2 separate regions of the Mus musculus genome follow, and region 2 is linked to region 1. Evidence: chromatin contacts called from public Hi-C data. All regions are on one chromosome and are shown on one strand. The core of a region is the stretch at or near the end of the contact, and the rest is flanking DNA. Distances in the headings are between cores, read along the strand shown. Region 1 has its middle 110 kb from the start of A1cf. Region 2 has its middle 37 kb from the start of Papss2.

Region 1 (5,307 bases), core at 2,190-4,689:
CATGGATGGAGAAGGACAACCTAACTCAGGCCTTGCCCACGTGAAACAATGTTCTCCCATCACAGCCATTGTTCCCACAGACCCAAGCACCATCCCTCAACCCTTTTAATTCCCGTCTACAAGCAGCTGCTGTATGTCTGTCAAGAAAACCACGAAAGATGAAACCTATTTACAATACCTGCCATAGACTTGCAAGGTCAAATCCTAGACAAGACTCAGAGCTTTGAAGAAGCATCCAAGGTGTAGGTTTATGTCCTAGTTATGGCTTCTATTGCTGTGATAGAGACCACAGCCAAAAGCTAGTTGGGGTTGGGAAAGGGATGAGTTTACTTCATCCTATGCTTCTGCATCATAGCCCATCATCAAGGATGGGCTTTTAGGCAATTGGTATTCTGTGGCATGCAGGGAGTAACAGGTGCCACCATGTTGGCTCAAATGTAAGTTTCACAACAGTACAAATGAAAAGAGTAATCACTGGAAGTGAGCTATCACAGCCCACTATAACACAGAGAAGCAGACTCAAAATCCGCAAGAGCAACTAGAACCGCAATCAAATCAATGGTGATTTAATTTCAGCAATACGGACTCATGCATCCCTTTAAATAATTATTATTTGAGTCTCTCTGGCTTGTGGTTTTTCACGGTGTATTAATATTTTAAACTTATTTATACTTACATAAGATTATGAAATAAAACAAATTTTTGCCTAATTTCTTTCCATACACTTAATAACACTTAATGGAGAGAGAGTGTATCAGAAAACATGATACTTGTGAGGACTATTTCTTTTCCACTTAATTTCCATGGCAGTCATCACTCAAGGTTAACATCCCACATTTCACTTGGGAGCTAGCCACAGATGCTGGGGTCTAAGGTCCAAGGTCCCATCCTCACTGGAGCTGCCCCGAGCCATCTGTCTACTTTTACCACACAGCTGGCTGAGCATCCATATCACCAAATGTCATCTAGGACCCCAACTTATTTTCACACATTTTAGATCTCTAGAGATATGCTGCCTCACCTGTGTGTAGTTCTGGCCCACCATGGCATTGAAAAGAACACCTTTCTGCTTAGAAAGCCAAATTCAACCTCAAGACAAATCAAGGCTTAGACAAACTATGAAGAAGCCATATAACTTAGACTCTTCTTACGGAGAAGCACCAAAGATGGAACAGAAATTGCAGCAGGATTCCTTTTTCCTGAAACATGCTACCTGGTTCTAGGTACAAAAGGAAAAAAAGGGGGGATTGCCACGCACCCTCCAGTGAAGTCTTCTTGACAGGCTGAGAAGCCTAGGAGCACTCACGAGGCATAGAGTTTCAAAAGGAACTTACCTCCTGGAGCTTTGGCGTTCTCATAACCTGTATACTCACACCCTATCCCAGCATTAGTCTAGTGTATGGATCCGCGTGCTCTCTTTTAGTATTATTTTATTATAAGTGTCTTTTAAGTTTGAATTCTGACATAGCCAGAGCCTTCGCCAGTGTTCCAATGTCCTAGAAAATGCTTGAAGCCGAGGAGCTTGATAGAGACAGTAACTAATTAATCATTACAAAAGATGGAGCCAGCAGCTCAGGGCTGGTCTGCACAGTGTTTACTAAGGACAGTAGTTAGTCTCACCCAAACAAGGGACTACCATGAAAGAGCCAGGGAATCCCACTGAGACAGAAATCTTCAGTACAGGCTACATTGCATATTAGAAGCAAGTTGGTGAATTCTTCTGACAAATGGAGATTCTCCAGATACTTAAAAGTTACACTCATATAAGAATTTATCAAGGCCTAGGAAATAGGGGGGTTGTGGTATTGCATTATTCATGAGAAGGTCTGCTAGAGCAGAACCCCCTGGTGCTAGCCTTCATAAGGCTCAAAAGAGTAGCATTATGGTGTGAAATCCTTACCTGTCATTAAGCTGACCCTAGGCAGGACTGCTTTATCATTACTGTAAACACCTACCTGGTTCCTGTAAGTCCCTTTGAAGTCACTCCTTTGTTTTGTGTCAGGCAACTTCAATGTACTTTGCCTGCTGTGACTTCCTACCCCCTTTATTTTCTGTCCTATACAAGACTGGTGTTCACTTTGTGACAATACATTCAGATTCTACACAATTTCCTGTGTGCATCTGTCTGTCATTCCCGCCGACTCCTTGCCCACCTGTGACTAGAGACCCTTTCCACGCAGACAAAGGGACCCAGAGGGTCTGCAGCAGGGGATACTTGGGTTTGTATTCATTTTAATAGTTATTACAGAGAAATGCTACCAATCAGATCACATTTAGGCACTGGGGCCAGAATGGCTAACACATAGCTGACTCAGGCTGGAGAGATGGCTCAGCCATTAAAGGTTACGCTTCCAATCAAAATATGAGAGGACTCCATAGGTCTACATTATAAGAGAGTGAGTTGCCAGGAAGAGAGTTGGCACAAAAAAAAATGGAAAAAAGGGAAAAGAAGCTATGTTAGGTGAGGTGGTTCTCTGAGCAGGGGTCACTTAGCTAAATGGTAAGGGGTTGGTGGAAAGAGCAGGCCACCCAGAGGGGATGACAAATGTAGATCATCTACAAACTACAGAAAATGAAAAATACCTAAAATATACAGTATACAGCCTACCATTCAAAAATGACAACTTAAATAAGATGGTCTAGAAAATAATTTCTTCACAAATAGTAGAGATGGCGAGACTAAATACTATATATACTAAATATCTATAGGTAAATAGAGAAGAATCACAGAAGAGCTTTCTCAGAAGTGAAAAATGAAATGAAATGAAATGAAATGAAATGAAATGAAATGAAATGAAATGAAATAAATTGAAGTCACCACACCCAGATGGTTTCAGAACAGAACTCCAAGAAAACAAGATCAGGCAACACACCTGAGATCTAAGAAAGTATAGACAAAGAAGCAGGGGTTTAAATTCAGTAAATCTCTCTGTAAAAATGAATATAATATTGTTACCAATAATTAACAAATACTATAAACACACACACATACACACTCATGCACACATGTGCACGCATGTGTGCACATGCGCACACACCACAAAACAGAACAATCTCATTGGTCTAGGTTCATTTCTGTTACCATGATAAAATATCCTGACAGAAAAGCAACTTCTAGGAGGGAGTGTTTAGTTTAGCTAGCAACCCCAGGCTACAGTCCATCACTGATTTCTGAAAGCAAACAATGAAACCCTATAGGTACTGGGGAAAGGAGAAATTTTCTAAATTTCTTTAGAACTGAAAAGCAGATAATTTTTTCTTACTTTTATTCAAAACCCGAGTTCAATGAACTAGAAAGTGATTGTCTAGTTAGTGCTTCTGTTGTGATAAAATGGCCACTAAAAAGTGACTGAGGGAGGAAAGGGTTAATCTGGCTCACCCTTGAACAGGAAGTGGGGAGAGGGAGGAAGCAGAGAGAGGAGGCTTTACTTCCTGGATTCCTTCCTCTGCCTGCTCAACCTGCTTTCTTACAGAATTTACATCTGCCTGCCCAGAGATGCTGCTGCCAAGAGTGACCCTGCTCCATCAATCATCAGTCAAGCCTGTAGGCCAGGCTAAGGGAGGCAATTCCTCAGCTGAGGCTCCCTCTTCCCAGGGGACTCTAGTTTGTGTCTAGTGGGCAAAAACTAACCAGCACAGTAATTCGTGGTTAATAAAAATTTTAATTTTTCTCAATGAGCAAAAATGTTAATGTTTTAAGGAACCATGATTTCCGGTATAAAATGAATAAAATAAAATTCAGAGAAATTAAATCAACCGCTGTCATTTTCACTGCAGTTGAAGCACCAGGCTGTTCTTATTTCCTTCCTTGTGAAATATGCACATGTCCAATTTCTCTCCAGTGACAAGACCATGAAGCAATAGGGAGCACTGGGCATCTCGAAATGGAACAGAGGCCCAGACCTTAGCACAACTGATTCCATGATGGAAGCACCATTCAGGCCATAAAACTCAGCACATAGACAGTGCCACATGCCAAAACTAAAACCAAAAAACAATCCATATATGTTCATAGTTCTGGGAAAGCCTCAAAATGTACTAACCTTGCTCTGTAGCTTCTACAGTGCTGCTTCTGCCTGTTTTTGTTAACTGAAGTATGTCAATGCAGAGCATGGCTTTTGTGCTTAAACACTCACAAATGAGAAAAGAAGAATTCTGGGGGTCGCATTGAAGTCCCAAGCTCTAGACCTCAAGATATTGGGGTTCTCAGAGGCCATTGGAGCAAGGAAGAGTATGGTGATCAGGGAACTTCTAGGGTCAATTGCTGCCTAATGCTTCAAAGGCACCTTTGAAATGACACCTCCATTCCAAAGGAAACAAATTAGAAAGTTGCCTGGTCTGTCACCTCCAAGGGTAAGTCTGGTTAAGATGCCTTCTGTTTGGACATAAAGGAGAGGTCAGACTTGGCTGCTGATCCAGTGTCCAGGAACTAAGATGTCTCTGGATCCTTCTGTCTGTTCAGGTTATAAACATGGCCACCCCTGGTTGTCTTTATTCTCTCTCTCTCTCTCTCTCTCTCTCTCTCTCTCTCTCTGTGTGTGTGTGTGTGTGTGTGTGTGTGTGTGTGTGTGTTTCTGTGTGTTTGTCAGTTCTGCTTCCCTGTATTAACAATGGCTTTCTCTGGTGTGAGAACTCCCTGGCTCAAGCCCATAGAACAGAACTGATTGATCTGACCCAGGCTCTCAGATGGAGGAAAGCCTACCACCATATACACAGCCCCCCAGTCTGGATGCTCTCACTACCAGGCATGGTAGAAGGTGGACCTATCCTTATAAGTGACTTGACCTTTCTTTCTTGCTGCTTTTAATACCCATTCTTTACTCTGTGTTCTAAATATTTTACCTATAGTATTTGAATTATAATAGTTTGTGAGGCTTTTACTTTCTAGTGCTGCTAATTTGGAGTTCTGTAGGGTTCTTATAGCTGGATGGCCATCTTTTTCCCTAGGATATTATGCCTAAAAGTTCACCCTAAGAAAGGCTTGGTGCTACACTGGGATCATGAACACCCAGTGTAGTCACTGGCTGGCTGATAAAAACTTTCGGTTGACTTAAACCCATGTTTCAATAGTCTTCTTGGTGAATACCCCACTATCAGTGGTTGCTATGTTGCTTTTCCCAGGAGACAAAAGAAACCTGTTTTGGAGAAATATCTGACTGTCTTTTAAAGGAATGGATCAGGCTGACAGCTACTAAATCTAGTGCCAATCATAGTTGAAGTGAAAAGACAGGCACTATGTGTCTATGGCTTTGTGTAATAGAGAAAGAAAAAAAAACATTTACTACAAAAGCCTTATTGGCAAACAGA
Region 2 (5,157 bases), core at 1,615-4,114, 610 kb after region 1:
GTTATGTTTGTAAAGGAAGAGAAAGACTTGTTATTTTGCGGACTAATGAGGTTTAGTAGAGGAAACATACAGAGTTCTTCTCAAAATCCGTAGCAGCCTTCTACAGCAAGAGTGACAGTGGTGGTATAGGATATTTGTTTATAATTCCACAGAAATTGCTTCTATGTGAGTGTCAGAAACACACACAGGTGTGAGTAGAGACACATGGCAGAGCAGGAAGCTTGTTCTTCCTAAATGCATGTAAAACTTATTATACCACTATAATTATTAACATCTTTAATCAGATGCTCTATACAAGTTGAGGGGCCATGGCAGAGAGCCGGATAAAGTCATCACATATTGGTCAAGAACTGGGAAGAATTTGAAGAGCTGCAGATTGCAGAACAAAGCTACCTCTCACTCAGGCCCTGTGGTCGATTGTGACAAAGACATGGTATCAACTTAGTTGCTGCTGGGGATGGCACCTGCCAGCTAGAGTTATGTGTCCCGGGGAAGGCACCACAAGCCATATAGAAGAATGAAGTATTATTAAATAAAAAAAAACATTAGAAAAAATGATGTGGATCAGAGGATAAAAGTAGAATTTAGTAGCAAGAAAAACCACAGAAATAAACAAGTACTTGGAGACTGAACAACATACTCTTAATAAGCATTAGAGCATTAAAGAAATCAAGAAGGGAGGGGGAAAGGCAGAGAACCAAATGAAAACAAAAACATGCACTTCTTGCTCTACAAACTCCAGGCATGCACATGGGGAACATACAAACATATTGGAAAAACACAATATACATAAAAAAATAAATTTAGAAAAAAAAGTGTAAGACAGCAGATAAATACACTAAAGATAGAAATTATATGATCATCTCAGGTACAGAAAAGGCTTTTTGACGAACATCTATATGCTTTCATTTTAAAAGCCCTGAAGAAGTTAGGAATAAAACATACCTCAACATAATTAAGATTATACATGACAAATATAGCCAACTTTATACCAATTGGGGGGGGGGAATTGAAAACTTTTTTGATAAAATCAGAATTGAGACAAGGATATTTCAACTCTTTTTTGACATTTCAAAAAAATTTTTTTAGTTCTTCTATCATATATTATTACTATTACACCCAACAGTTTTCCCTTAGCCCACACCCCTACTTCTCTTTCTCAGGTACCACTACCCTGACCACCACCCCACTTCTGAGGAAGACAGGCCTCCCAGGAACATCAACCAAACATCATGTAACAAAATTAAAATAAGACCAAGCGCATGTCACTACATCAAGGCTGGACAAGGAACCCACTAAGAGGAAAAGAGTCTTTCAAGTAGGCACAAGTCAGGGACAGCCTCCACTGCCATTGTGAGGATCTCCACAAGAACATTAGGCTATAACATAAGTGCACAGGACCTAGCTCAGACAGGATCCCTCACCTCTCAAGTTCCTCTGAGTCCCAGCGAGTCGATTTTGTGGGCCATGTTCCCTGGCGTGCGATCTTCCATCCCTCTCCTCCATCTAACGCCTTGCAGTGGGACTGTGCATCTGTACCCACAGTTGTTGGAAGAAGTCTCTCTGGTCTCTTTGATGACAACCGTGCTAGGCTCCAATCTCAGCACACTCTTCGGGCAAGGAAAAAAGTATAGGTGAAAGGTTTTGTGCCTGGGTTGGTGTTCAATCACTCCACTTGAAGCCTTGGCTGGTTACAGAAGATGGCTGGGCCAGGCTCTGTGTCCCCCATCACTAGGAATCTTTGCTAAGGTTACTCTCCTAGATTCTGTGGAGTTTCCCTTGTACTAGGTCTTCACCTGCTCCTGAAATGTCCCCAAATCCCAGCAGTTTCTCCAAATATTTCTCCCTCCCTCCCTGCCACTTGATTCCTCCTGTTCCCAACCCCACCTGTCCCCAGTCCACCCCGTCTATTCTATTTCCCCTTCCCAGAAAGATCCTTCCATCTTTCCTTAAGCCCTTCTTGTTATTTAACCTCTCTGGATCTGTGAACTGTAACATGATTGTCTTTTACTTTACAGCTAATATCCATTTATAGGTGGGTACACACTGTGTTTGTCTTTCTGGGTCTACGTTGCCTCATCCAGTATAGTTTTTTTTTCTTTTTTTTTTTTAGTTTCACCCATTTGCTTGCAAATTTCATGATGGCATTGTTTATTAACAGCTGAGTATACTCCATTGTGTAGATGTACCACATTTTCTTTATCCAGTCTTCAGTTGAGGGACATCTAGGTTGTTTCCATTTTCTGGCTATTATGAATAAAGATGCTATGAACATAATTGAGCAAAGTCCTTGTGATGGTATGCAGCATCTTTTGGGTATTTGCCCTGAAGTGGTATAGTTGGGTCTTGACGTAGGTCAGTTTCTAATTTTCTGAGAAACCACCACACTGACTTCCATAGTAGCTGTACAAGTTTGCACGTCCACCAGCAGTGGAAGCGTGTTCCCCTTGCTCCACAGCCTCATCAGCATGAGTTGTCACTTGAGATTTTTTGACGTTAGCCATTTTGCCAGGTGGAATCTTAATACCACTTTGATTTACATTTCCCTGATAACTAAGGATGCTGAACATTTCTTTGAGTGTTTCTCAGCCATGGAAGATTCCTCTGTTGAGAATTCTCTGTTTAGATAAATACCCCATTTTTTTAAATTGAATTATTTAGTTTGTTAATGTTTAGTTTCTTGGGTTCTCTATGTATTTTGGACATTGTCCCTCTGTCAGAGATGGAGTTGGTGAAGGTCTTTTCCCACTCCATAGGTTGTCGTTTTGTCCAATTGACCATGTCCTTGGCTTTACAGAAGCTCTTCAGTTTCATGGGATCGCATTCAAGTGTTGATCTTAGTGCCTGTGCGCTTGGTATTCTGTTCAAGCAGTTGTTTCCTGTGCTGATGCAATCAAGACTATTCCCCCACATTCTCTTCTATCAGTGTGTGTGGTTTTATGTTGAAGCCTTTGATCCACTTAAACTTGAGTTTTGGGCAGGGTGATAGACATAGATCTATTTGCATTCTTCTACATGAAGACATCCAGTTAGACCAGAATCATTTTCAGCTCTTATTCAATATAATACTTCAAGTCTTAGCCAGAGCAGACAAAAAGGAAAAATAATAAATTAGATAAAAATAGGAAAAGAGGAAGTTAAGTGACCCCTATGGTCTCATGACATGAATTTCCATACTTAAAAGACCTTAAAGATTTCATAACAGAACTCTTAGCTATGAGTTAAACATTTCAAGAAGTACAAAATCAACTCAGAAAAATCAATAGTTTTTCTGTATACCAGTAATGAACTTGACAAGAATGAAATTGGGGGGTAGGGGGAATCCATTCACAAAATCCTTGAAAAGATTCCTATGAATAAACGTAAATAAGCAAGAAGTAAAATATTTCTACAATGAAAATTTAAAAGTGCAAAGAGCCAGGTTTAGTGGCATAAGCCTTTGATCCCAACACTCAGAAGGCAGAGGCAAACCCCTCTGAGTTAGGAGCCAACCTGATCTACACAGTAAGTTCCAGGACAGCCAAGACTATGTAGAGAAACTGTCTCAAAAATATCAAAATAAACAAATGTAAGACTCAGAATTCTTAAATAAACAAACAAACAAAAAGCAATGAAGAAAGAAATTGGGGAGAGACTAGAGTGTGGAAAGATCTCCCACATTCTTGAATCAGCAGATTTAATATTGTAAAAGTGGCTACATTACAAAAAATTATCTAGAGAGGGATCCAGGGACACAGGAGCCCTGCCGGACCACTGGCACGGGTTCCTTTTGGTCTGGACCCGATCCCTGAGCAGTCCTTGGGCTTGAACTCTGCAGCCAATCCCACAACACCTAGAGGAAGGTCTACTCCCTGGTGTTCTAACATACCCAGGATCCTGGGATCCCAGGGTTCCAGGGGCTTAGTAATACCAGGATCTCAGGGTCCCAGAAGCAGCTTGACTTCCAGGAGCTCTGTCATACCCAGGATCTCAGGATCACAGGATCCCAGAGACAACTGAACTCAGAGGAGTTCTGACACAACCAGGATCACAGGAAGGGCAGGCTCCAGTCAGATACAGGGAGAACAGGTAGCATTAGAGATAATCAGATGGCGGGAGGCAAGCATAAGAACATAATTAACAGAAACCAGGGTTACTTGGTTTCTCTCTAGTTACTGTCTAAGGTGGGACCAGCCAGGAGCACACAGGCCACAGGAACCATGGAGCAGCTGAGACATGGTTCTTCCAGCCTCCATCTGCATCCAGGAGCTGGGGCTGTTCCACAGCCCTCTGTGCACAGGTCCTGCCAGGGGAGAGCTGGTCTCCAGGGAGTGTGCTCTGACTCCTGGACTCAGAGGTGAGATCCCCATATTCTCTCCAGTGACTGTCTAAGGCAGGACCAGCCAGGAACACGCGGGTAGCAGGAGTAGTGGAGCAGCTGGGACAAGGTCCTTCTAGCCTCCATCTGCACCCAGGAGCTGGGGTTGTTCCACAGTCCACTGTGCATGGGTTCTACCAGAGGAGAGCTCATCTCCCAGGAGTGCTGACACAGGCTTACAGGCCCACAAGAGAGACAAGCTTAAGCCAGAGACAGCTAGACCAACTAACACCACTGATAACCAGATGGCAAAAGGCAAGAACCTAACCAACAGAAATCAAGGCTACGGGGGCTAGTGAAATGGCTCAGTGGGTAAGAGCACCCGACTGCTCTTCCGAAGGTCCAAAGTTCAAATCCCAGCAACCACATGGTGGCTCAAAACCATCTGTAACATGATCTAACGCCCTCTTCTGGAGTGTCTGAAGACAGCTACAGTGTACTTACATATAATAAATAAATAAATCTTAAAAAAAAAAGAAATCAAGGCTACATGGCATCATCAGAACCCAGTTTTTCCACAACAGCAAGTCCTGGACAACACAACACACTGGAATTTAGATTTAAAATCACATCTCATGATGCTGATAGAGGACTTTAAGAAGGACATAAATAATTCCCTTAAAGAAATACAGGAGAACACAGGTAAACAGGTAGAAGCCCTTAAAGAGGAAACACAAAAAGTCCCTTAAAGAATTACAGAAAAACACAACCAAACAGATGAAGGAGTTGAACGAAAAATCTAAAAATGGAACTAGAAACAATAAGGAAATCACAAAGGGGGACAACTCTGGAGATAGAAA

The links. A called contact is a pair of places that touch in the nucleus more often than the background predicts.
Region 2: a contact with region 1 is called in a Hi-C map of bone marrow-derived macrophages, with 11 read pairs. A contact is called at or near these places in 2 of 484 Hi-C or Micro-C datasets (Th1 cells and bone marrow-derived macrophages), 2 of 130 datasets of targeted methods (large pre-B cells and stem cell-derived neural progenitor cells) and 2 of 9 other capture datasets (embryonic stem cells and liver).

What each region holds. Positions count from the first base shown.
Region 1 is chr19:31,972,627-31,977,933 of GRCm38.p6, forward strand. No RefSeq gene overlaps it. Among named protein-coding and RNA genes, the nearest start is that of A1cf, 110 kb to the left of the region's middle.
Region 2 is chr19:32,580,392-32,585,548 of GRCm38.p6, forward strand. No RefSeq gene overlaps it. Among named protein-coding and RNA genes, the nearest start is that of Papss2, 37 kb to the right of the region's middle.